Regions from separate parts of the Anas platyrhynchos genome. Here region 1 is linked to region 2. Evidence: chromatin contacts called from public Hi-C data. All regions are on one chromosome and are shown on one strand. The core of a region is the stretch at or near the end of the contact, and the rest is flanking DNA. Distances in the headings are between cores, read along the strand shown.

What was found. Hi-C and Micro-C count contacts between places; a contact is called where the count stands out from the background.
Region 1: a contact with region 2 is called in a Hi-C map of F1 follicle, with 2.4 times the contacts expected there. The contact joins two enhancer-like sites. A contact is called at or near these places in 2 of 8 Hi-C or Micro-C datasets (F1 follicle and liver).

The regions. Positions count from the first base shown.
Region 1 is chr14:19,628,341-19,633,814 of IASCAAS_PekinDuck_T2T, reverse strand. All of the region lies in intron 3 of LOC110352617 (a long non-coding RNA gene), which reads left to right. Among named protein-coding and RNA genes, the nearest start is that of PTTG1, 42 kb to the left of the region's middle. Within about 2 kb of position 4,029, at least 2 of the 8 cell types and tissues checked have an H3K27ac peak or open chromatin away from gene starts, as enhancers often do.
Region 2 is chr14:19,511,063-19,517,057 of IASCAAS_PekinDuck_T2T, reverse strand. No RefSeq gene overlaps it. Among named protein-coding and RNA genes, the nearest start is that of ATP10B, 19 kb to the left of the region's middle. Within about 2 kb of position 4,682, at least 2 of the 8 cell types and tissues checked have an H3K27ac peak or open chromatin away from gene starts, as enhancers often do.

The DNA of each region.
Region 1 (5,474 bases), core at 2,780-5,279, 120 kb before region 2:
CAAAATGCTCATTTGCCATGCACAAAACAGTTTCATTTTCTGCCTGTGCTGCAAAACTACTCCAGTTAGTTAATAATGTTAATGGTGGGGTTATTTTGTATGTCTGAAAAGCTATGGCCACTGTCCAACTCAGTGAGGTCTTCTTTTTATGTGAACTAGGACATCTAAGTATTGCAAATATAAGGCAGGGAGATAAAGAGCCTCACTGAATAGCTCCACTGAAAGAGGATGAAGGATAGCACTGAGTTGCCTAAATACAGATACATCAGTGGATGTAGATGGATCTCACCTTTGAGAACTGGTCTGAGTATCTAGTGACCAGCTGCAGCTTGCATCCCATCTCAAAAGGTAGAGCCATTTGTTTAAAATGCTAAACATTTATTTAAGAGTTGCTTCAGTAATGACTCATGGAGGAGACTGCAATGAATCACTACTCAAATTGTCTACAATGTGAAGAATTTAGTGCAGAAAAAAGTGTAATGAAAAAGCTGTGAGGTCCAAGGTGATCACAGCCCAAACTGCTGTAATCATTTTAACATGCTAACTGCTACAGTTAGCTAACAGGCTCAGCCTTGCTGCTGATGGTATTTTCCACTGGATAATTGTTATTCTTCCTTTTGTTATCCTTCCTTTATATTGGTATTGTCCAGTGTCCAAACATAGAGTAGCACATTGTTTCCTTTCAGTGCTTTTGTATGTAAAATGTGTTAATCTGTGCTAAGCAGCAGAGCATCTTTTATAGGATGATGTTCTGGCATCTGCTTTGACCCATAGCAGTTGCAACTTTCTGGAGCTGTTTGAAGGGGAAGCCTGTGTACTAGTCACAGAAAGCACAACTGCAGGGATCCGGCTACCCAGAGGTGCCCAGGTGCCTCTGGCTGGTGGGACTCTTCTGTCAAAGGATCACAGGATGGCACAGACATGCTGAAGTCATGCTGGTGATGTTGTGGATGGAGCCTGTTTCAAAAGGAAATACTTTCATCGTGATAGATCAATTACTGGACCAAACAGGTGGGCAATTTCTGAGGTCAATTTTGAGTCTTTTAAGAACAGCTACTATGGAGAAGTTGGCCCTAAAAATAGCAAGGGGATTAGTATCCCTGGTTTTAACCAGTGAAGTGAGCAGACTCAGCAGCAGGTATCCAAGGTATAGGCAACTCCATGAAGCCATAGAGGCAGTTCTGCTCCTTTCTGTATCGTTGAATAACCAGTTCTCAGCTTTTTGCCCCACAAGTTACAGTTGGCTCACACAGCCTTCAGCAGTGGAGCAAACAGCCTCCACCACCTCCAGTGGTACTGAAAAGACATGCTGCCTTGGAATCTGTGAGGGAAGGAGGGAATTGGCAGCCAGCTCTGTCTGCCATAGGCACAGCTGCCTGGTACAACCCATCTCCTGCCATCTTCTGCAGTCAGCTCCAGCTTGGGCCAATCCATGGCTGTGAGAAGGACCAGAGTGAAAGGCAGGGCTGTCTGCTATCCTACTTCATATTTTTTTTTGCTCAGAATTCAGCAAACGTTGAACATCTAATCTTGATTCAAGCCAGGGAGTGTATCGCAGCTCCAAAGTAACTAAGTAGAGAGACCAGCCATTTCAGGGTAATATGCGTAACCTGTTGGATGGTGTCGGGGAGGGCAAAACCTCAATTTCCCACAGTCAGTGATGACATAATTACATCATAACTGACAAAGCTGCTGCTTTTAGGAGGATAAATTTCCCAAGGGCAATACTAAGATGACGAGCTTTCAGTTCTGATGTGCCATTTGCTGTTTCTCCTTGTGTTGATTTTTATAGCAGTTTCTGTGGAAAAAGTAGCTGCTCAGTAAAATTAATGTGGCAGAATCAGACCCTAAGATGGGGTCTAGGATTTCATCAGTGAGCTTTTCACATATTTGAAAAATCATATTCATGTTAGGACAGAGCATTTATCAACTACCAATTTGCTTCCCAGCCCACATCACAAAAACTTCACCTGGGGATCCTTGCACTGCTCCCAGAAGCTATTGACAGAAGCTCCTTGGAGCTAAAGCAGAAGAGACAATTTACTGGGACTAAAGTTTAAAAAATACTTCTTTCTAATACAAATTATCTATGATGAATTATCACAAGAGATCTCCAAATATAGATTAGGTTAGGATATAAGCTCAACAATTTATACCCAGCAACCCTTAATGGCTGTGCATATGCAGCCCCCTTGCTCTGCGACCCAGGAGAATGGCTTCTTAATATTTCTCTTAAAGACTTAACTGTTTTTGTTGGGTTTCCTGTAAATTCACAGGGTTTCATTTGCAGCCAAATTGCAACAAAAACCACATAATGATTAGGAAGCCTTGCACGTAGATACAGAAAATGCAGTCACAAGATTGCTAAATAGAAATCGCTCCATCTTTAAATGATCATGAGCTGTCAGCTGTTTCTTTGTTTGGTTATTACAGACACATATAAAACATTTGATTGAATGCTCAAGTTTTCACCATATAGAATCTAGACGGATGTCTGACAAAATAGCAAACACTCCTCATTCCACCCCTCCTCAAAAGCCCCTTCCTGCTTCGGCTGAATTTCTCCCTGTATTGAAGCCAGTGTTTCATGGACTAAATTGGACAAAGCAAGCAAACAATTTTCCTTGCATTGATTTCCAAATCAAATCGTTGTTAATCACATCAATATTCCCAGCCGATTCAACAGCCTCCGAGGCCAGCTTTCCGTCTCAAACAAGCTCCTCTGCATGGATGCCACAGACCCCTCTGTGTGTGCTGAGATGTGCTATTAATTATTGCTGGAAACATTCAGGTCTGATTCCCTCACCTTTTCTTTCTCCCCTCCTCCCCCTCACACAGCAAGGAAGAAACAGAAATCTCGCTCTACCTGACACTGAATTTCTGACCTCTGTTGGTGATGTTAAGGAGCAGCTGCCCTGTGCTAAAACACAGATCTTGTGCCTCACTGGCTTGCCTGTAAGCAACTGCAATAAATACCTCAGTCTCCAGGAAGCATGGCAGACACTTCATGGTGGACAGCCACTAATTTCTGGGGCTAAACTCTGCTATTTTGTGGTACAAGCCTCAGAGGATTTGAGCACCTGCCTCCTCACTGTGCTGACTGTAAACCAGAAACCTGGTCCTGCAGACATGGACCAAGGGATTGATTCCAAAGCCACAGGCATCTCTTTATGTTCAGTGAGCCACCTCTCATGCTTTACGTTAAGGCAGAGCCCGTGCTTTGGGAAGGTGGACGGCGGCATGAGCAGTACCAGTGTGGGCAGCACAGAGGGGCAAGTGAGTCAGCTCCTGCCCCACGGCAGGACTTCCTGAGGTTGGAGCTCTCCTGTGGCAATGGACAACTCCTTCCCTCCTTTGCCAAAGAGACTGCAGCAAGAAAGAAAAGGTGACGGGCTCGAACATGGGCGCTTCCAACAACCCCAGCAATCCACACACACACAGACATGCAGAGCCCATTGTGCTCTGAGTAGAGGAGCCCGTCTGAGACTGATGAGGCTGATGGTCAGTCTGAAGAGGGGACGGGAGGCCACACTTGGCCACCAAGATTCTTCCTGCCAGTGAGCCACAGCTCACCAGAGCGCTGTGTGCACATGGGCACAGCAGGTTGGGAGTGCAGGTTGGGAGAGCATATGCTGCCCATTCAACATGTAATAAATTTACCCTGTCAATAAGCAAGACTTTGGGATTGCATCTCTTAGGAAGGGCACATTAATTAAAAGCATGAACTAATTAACCTTCCTGCTCTTTGCCTGCTCCTCTGGAAGGGCAATGAGGCTCACCCCACTGAACTCTACTGCCATGGATTTGCTGGTCCCCATGCACTGCTCTGGGGTGGCTAGGGTCTGAGGGATCTACTGCATCGTGAGGCCAGTGATGGCTGATGGTGCTGCCTGTAAAAGTGTTCTCTTGCCAAAGTTGTCTGTGGTCTGGCTACAGAATGGCCTGAGATCAACCTATGGAATGTAGAGTGGGGCCACCAGCTGAGGCTGAGGCTGGCATGGGGTTTTGAAAGGTCTAGAGATGCCCTGGAGATGGTGTCCTGGTTTCAGTTAGAACAGAATTAATTTTCTTCCTAGTAGCTGGTGGAATGCTGTGTTTTGGCTTAGGATGAGAAGAGTGCTGATAACACCCCGATGTTTTAATTGTTGCAGAGCAGTGCTTATACTAAGCCAAGGACATCTCAGCCTTTTGCTCTGTCCTGCCAACGGGCAGGCTGGGGGTGCAGTAAGAGCTGGGAGGGGACGAGGGATGGCAACGAGGTGAGGCAGAGAGAGCTCTAGAAAGAGATCCCAGCTTCTCTTGAGATGGTGAAGCTCAATTTAGGGAGTGCTATGTAACAGACAGCCCTCTGAACTACCCCTTAGCAGTGTGGCTTTGCATAGCCTTAGAGAAACTTTAGCAAAGGGTAAAGAAATCAGGGTTAACTTCAGATCTGCCCAGCTTATCCTGCCAAAAACTGCTGCACTGCTTCCTCTGCAGACAGCAGAGGATGTGCACGGCCTGCTGGAAGCATCGTGAGGTTCTCTGGTGGTTGCACAGTCAGCTCATGTTGGTGCTACAGCTGGCTTCATCCTGTGAGAACTATTCTTAATTCTCTTGCTGTCACATTTTCCTATCTGTTCACTGTATACTAAATTGCATGTTCTTTGATAATAAAGGTTTTCTCCTTCAGAAGTTCCTGTTTGCACAGTGGGTTCTGTATTATGCTATTTTCTGAATAATCATTTTCTTAATGTGAAACTGAAAAGAGACCCCAAGCAGCTACCATGAGGAAAGGAAGATTCTCACAGAACAAATCACCACGGTTTCAGTTAAATTTCCCTGTAAATGCCTGTTACTTCTGCAGCTTCCTGGGAAGGCAGTGCAAGGAGAATTATCCTGCTCTGGTTTTACCTGCTGACCGTACAAAACAGTTTCCTCAGCATGCTGTCAGGTGGTGGGGTGGAGCCGATGCAGTCACTGTATTCTGTTTAATAGAGCTGATATTCAGATCAAATGATGTCCCTTGTCACAGGTGTAATTTCATCCTTCTACAGCATTTGCCAGGAACGGCGTAATGACCTCATTGTTAGATACTGTGCTTGACTCATTGCTTTAAAATGTGTTAGCACTTTGTTTGCAATAGGTTTGGTGGCTTAAACAGTCTAGGTGCTGAATTTTTAGTGGTAACAATAAGGTATTTTATTTGTATTTGAAGGAGGATCAGGAAGTACAGGTGCCCTGTGAGAAAGCTTGTCTATGTGAGACCAAGTTCAGTTTTGCAGCCCTGACGGACCATGCCAGCACCCTTTTTTTAGGTGACTGAAAATGTCGTAGTTACTGCAGGTGATTTGTCATTTAGTGAAGTTATGGAAAATACTCTGGGGGCTCTGACAGCACATGGGTGAGTTTTCCCTTCAGAGAGTCCGGCCAGCAACAGGGTCTAATCTCAATGCAAAGGGAGAAAAATCCTGCCTGTGCTGGAAGCATCTTTA
Region 2 (5,995 bases), core at 3,433-5,932:
TCTTGTACCATCATTGGTACCACCAAAAAGAGCCTGGCCCCATCATCTTGACACCCTCATTTAAGGTACTTATACACATAGATCGGAACCCCACTGAGACTTCTCTCATCCAGGCTGAACAGGCCCAGCGCACTCAGCCTCTCCTCATGTGAGAGAACCTCCCATGCCAACACTTTGGCTGCCCTCTGCTGGATTCTCCCCAGGAGCTCCACGTCCCCTCACACTGGAGGCACTGAAGCTTGGTACCACACTCCAAGTGAGGCCTCAGCAGGGCTGCCTGGTGGGGTAGGATTGCCTCCATGACCCAACGGCCATGCTTTTCCTAACACAGCCCTGAATACCAGCAACCTTCTTGACCACAAGGGCCCAGTGCTGGCTCGTGGTCAGCTTGGTGTCCACCAGGAACCCAGGTCCTTCTCCACAGTGGCTGATAAAACCAGCAGACTTATTCTTTTGCAAACTAGGCTTTAAAAGTTACACTGCTCAAGCAAAGACTTGTTTGTTTTTACAAATCCTTCAGAGTGTAAACACTATGCAGGTATTATCCAGGTTACTGAAATGTGGTGTTATTAGCAGGAACACTACATTTTTATTTTTATTTTTATTTTTATTTTTATTTTTATTTTTATTTTTATTTTTATTTTTATTTTTATTTTTATTTTTATTTTTTTATTTTTTTCTCTCCCAGCTACAGATCCATAAGTGGGAGGCTCATTATAGTGTTTTCAAAAGGTGAGAACAAGTCTGCAACTCTCCAGTGTGCTCCACAGGCTTTGTTCCACTTTCTTTTCTTTGCCAGTGAGCAACACATTCTCCTAAATGGAGTTTTTTTGTTGTTGTTTGTTTGTTTTTCTTTTCATTTTATAGGAGGCTTCAGGAAAAATGATGGAAATGGCATCTAAACACATAGAGTTTAAAAATCTACGCAACGATAATATAATATCTACCTTGCACAGCTTAACATTTTTAGTTACTTCCATGCGCATACCTTAAGTGAAAAATAAAGTTAGCATAGTGAGTGATGGCAAGTGTAAAAAAGCACAAACTAGAGGAGTGGATGCTCAAGTAGTCTGTTTAATTACAGCTAAATATAGAAGAACATGTATAATTCAGCCTTCACTAACTGCACCTGGCACTAGCCACTTCAGAGATTCCTCTGATAAGCACTCTGAGCATCAGCTTTCAAATGGCCCTGGAAATGTCATTTACGCATAATGCAGAAGGCACAGCCACTGAGTTAATAACATCCCCTACAATATGAGAGATCCTGATACCGTCTACCTACTTCTGTACCTCTTCCTCATGCCTGATTAGATGGTACAATTCAGTATTATGTTCAAATTCTGGATGCGTGGTAACTTCTCCAGGGGGTCTGCAGCTCTTGAATCACCTCTTCTCATTGCTGAGTTTCAGGTCACTTTAACCACAAAGGACACAGGTCAGTGATGCCTTGTGCACAGTGAAATAATAATAATAATAATAATAATAATAATAATAATAATAATAATAATAATAATAATAATAAAGTAACAGAATTATTTCCCAAAGTAACTGTATGGTATGGTAGTAAATCTCTGATAAGGGGATATTTCTAGGTAAACTGGAGGTGAGTACAAGTACTGTTTGCAGAAATGTATCATTGGAGAGAGAGCAGCTGGGATGAGGGGTGCGTGAAAAAATATATTTTTTCCACATAGATTTATGATGGGGAAACTGCAGTACATAGCAGGTCACCTCACTTGTCACTGAAATACTGTCTCCTGTAGAGTAGAAAGTAGTCACCAATTAAGAGCCAATAGCAACATTATAATAACAGCTTTGAGCAAGGGATTTTGAGAAGTCATAAGGGGGGTTTTAGGTAGGCAGAATGTAATTATCCATTTGGAATTCAGCCAGATACACACAAGTCTCTAAACTCTGCATTTGCTGCCAATCTCAGTAACACTGCATCACCACAGTTTACAACAGCAGTAATTGCTAGGCAGATCACAGATTAACCACTAGGTACCTCATGAGCTATTTGTAGGATGGTTATAGCAAACCCTGCTGTCTGGGAAGAAGAAAGACAGAGAAGCATCAGGCATCATGACAAACTCTCTGCTACTTTGAAGTCAAGGGCAAAACCTTTTTCACGCATTAGATATGTAAAAAGTTATTTGGCATATCAACCTTCTCGCAAGCAACTGCAGCCATCTGGCTTCCTTTCAAGCCTCCCGCCCAGACAGCTCCTTTATTTATATAGCCCCTGGGGAACCTCACACAGCTCCAGCAGACTGACAGGGTACTTTCCCCTCTCTGTTCTGATCAGCCTATATCTGTGCTTTGGCTCACAGTAGCTTTCTGTTTCCAGACATGCTGCTGAAGCTGGAAACAAGTGCCAACTGAATTGGATCTTTTCAACAAGACACACTTGAAGCTACATTCTCTGCACTTAACAGGCCATCTACAATCCTCTGGGCACATGCTCACATTCTGTTTTCCTGCTACCACCGGATTTTCCATGCTGCTATTCACTTCAGAAGACAAGCATATTATCCATACTAGCATGATGAGTTGGAAAGAAGCCCTTAGAGTCCATCCAGATCACTTCACCTAGTTAGTGTTGTACTCAGTGATGTTCTTTTCACCCAGTCTCTTCAAGCACTATTTTGAAGAGAACAACATAGTAGAAAGTGCAGCAAGTAAAACCCTCCCCAGGTCCTGTTTTCCCTACTGACTTACTAGACACAGCATAAGTGATTTCTGCTGCTTTCTCAATATCTTATCTTTCAAGGAATGGTTAGAGTTTGAAGACTGCTCTGTGAAAAACAGAGATTCATAAGAGAAAAGGTACAATACACTTGGAGCACTTTTCTTATGACTAGATGAGATTCCTAATCACTTCATTTATAAACATATAAGATCTGTATGATTCGTTCTGTATGTCCTTCATTTTCATTGGATGAGCTGGGTCTGAATTGAGAGAGTAAAATTTTGGAATCTCTTGCAAGGTTATGCTTTCACTTTTAGACTCACGGAATAATTTAGATTGGACAGGACCCCTTAAGGTCCAAACCCCACACTGAAGAGCAGGGCCAACTTCAGAGTTAAATCAGGTTAGCTGAGGCAGGGGAAGTTTAGGCTTGACATCAGGAGGGGGTTCTTCACAGAGAGAGTGGTTGCACACTGGAACAGGCTCCCCAGGGAAGTGGTCACTGCACCGAGCCTGACTGAATTTAAGAAGAGATTGGACTGTGCACTTAGTCACATGGTCTGAACTTTTGGGTAGACCTGTGCGGTGTCAAGAGTTGGACTTGATGATCCTTAAGGGTCCCTTCCAACTCAGGATATTCAATGATTCTATGATTCTAGGTTACTCAGGGCCTCGTCCACACAAGCTCTGCATATTTCCAATGACAGAGGCTGTACTTACATTTAAGACATTCAAAGACTTGCAAACCAGAGATCTGACAAGGATAGTGATTCTTGTCTGTGACTGTAATAGCTCTAGGGAGATACAGCCAAAATACCTAAACTCAGATTCTAATCTTCCTTTAGCTAAAAGGAAAGGTGAGAGTTCTGCAAAGGCTGATTTGAGAGAATCTATACAAGAAGCCTTTCTCTTCTAATTATCTAAGCTGTCTAGGGAAATAAGCCTACCAGCAAAATGTTTTAAATTAAACGTATGTTTAGGAAGTGCAAATGTACAAAAGACAAAAAACAATTTCTTAAATATCAAGAAAACCTTGGAAAAGTAGCACCCTTGACTATCACTGTAGCACTATAAATGTCCGGAGATGACACTGATGAACATATTTAGAAATGTCCCCAACAACACATTGCCCTCTCTGCCTCAAACAACAAAGCTAGTTACACACAACATAAACTGCAAAATATGGCTGATCTGGGAGAGGTGGGCATGAACTGAAAGTTATCCTCTTATAGGCACTTTTACTAGAGTGAAAGAAAATTGGACAAAGTAGAAAAAGTAGATGAGGAAAAATAAGGTACTTCTCTCTCTGCATTGAGAATCCATTCCATGCTTCAGAGAAGCACAGATTACAGGGCAAACATTTCTGTAGCCAGATTGCAACATGACTCTAGTTTATTATGGGTAGGGTGCTCTTCTTTTTAATTATCAGTGCAACACACATTTTAGGCCTGTCAACCTTGACAGAATGTCTTTAATTAGCTACCACATCAGAAACGGAACACCTAGGTTATTTCCAACACAAAGTAGTTAAGCTATAGCATAATGATTCAGCACAGTTTAGGTGGATTCAAGGAATTATGCAGTAAAAAATTAACATCCAGGGAAGTATATTTCTTTTCATTCAGAAATTAGCTGCAGAAATGTCTTTAGTGCAACTCATTTGACACCATTTTCATTTTAATTAACTAAAAAGCTTTTTGCAGGAGGCTGCTAAATTTTTAATTCTGAGTTTAATCTAAAGCTCAGGTAATGGATACAACAGATCTCAAACTATATACTCAGATCAGGATACAATCAGAATCAGATTGACGTAGAGTGCAGGTCTGACAAAACTGGAAAAAAATCAGTCAGAAAAGTCAAGACTACATTTTGAGGCTGAACCTTCTTCTGTTGTACCACATTTTTGTGGTCCTGTAATGGTGACTAATGAGTCCAGGCCTGATGAGAGAAGATTAGAGGAGTTCCAGTCACACCAACGGCATCCACCTTTAGCAGAGAGCTTTGGGTAAGTGTTGCAAGAGAGATGCCAAAGCTGTAAGGGGAGCTTGAGGGGAGCCTTACAGCATAAGTGCTCTAAGCTGTATTACAGTTGTGAGCTGTTCCTATGAGATCATAGTAAGGATAAGGATTAAAAATGAAGTTAACCCTCCCCGGCCCTCTCCCCAATAAGTGCACAGTAAATAGTTTGAAGTTTTTTAAGCTGTTATTTGACTGTCAGCAAACAAGAACCACAGATAAATTCATGAATATTAGATAAATTAGATAAATTATTTGAACTACAGCAGCAGTACATTTGTCATTTTCTGGCAGAAATCTTTTCCCTTGCTCCTTGGACAATTCCAGCTAGTTGAGCAGAAACCAGGCACCACCATCTCCTCACTGTCCACCATCTCTCTGATTGAAATGATTTATTTTATTCTTTGAAGGAAGCCCACATTTGAAAACTATGAGGGCAGACCAAGTTTAAAGACAGCAAAACATCATAAAGCAGTTATGTTATGTTGTTTGCCTGGAAGGACTGCTATCAAGTCCACTAATACCAGCAGTGTCCATGCCACTGAAAGAAAAAAAAATACATGTAGAAAACTTTCTTATGTGTTTTTCTGTATCAATCATCCCAGCTGTCATTTATTATTAGATTTTATTTAAAGGACAGGCTAAGTGGAAGGAAGCAAAACATTATATGATATTTTCATTTTTCAGACTTCTGATTGCAAAGTAATATATTCATTTAGCAGCCAAGACTGTCACAGAAGTCAGGCTAAACATTTTAGATGTTTTCTGTGGGCTTTCAAATGGAAAGAAGGGCTTGCAGCCAAGCAATGTGTTTGAAACACAACAAAGGATTGCTGGTAGCAATGCAAGATAAACTTTCCAGTTATTTCTGGTTTTTGTTTGCAGCTTTTTCTTTTTCTTTTTTTCTTCCTCTCCTTCCCCCCCTCCCCCCCCCCCCCCATCAATGCCCCTGGACAAAACACTATATTATTGCTATCTAGAGCCCTAGGGGTCAAATATTGCTTAGGTCACTCGTCACTCAGTAAGCATGACTGCACAGAAGCTCTTGTTTACAAACCTAGGGAACTGGGTCACCAAATGGCAGCATCATTTGGCACGGACGGAAGTCTGTGCTGGGGATGAGCTCCAGATGTCATAGGTCAGCCTCACAGCTGCTTGAGAAGCTCACAGGGCATCTCAAGGCCTATCTTTGGCTGCTGTACTGGTTGTAGTGAATCAGGTTTCAGCAGAGCCAGGTATTTGAGGAGACCAGCAACCTATAGCTGAGGCTGTGTTTTCAAGTGTTCT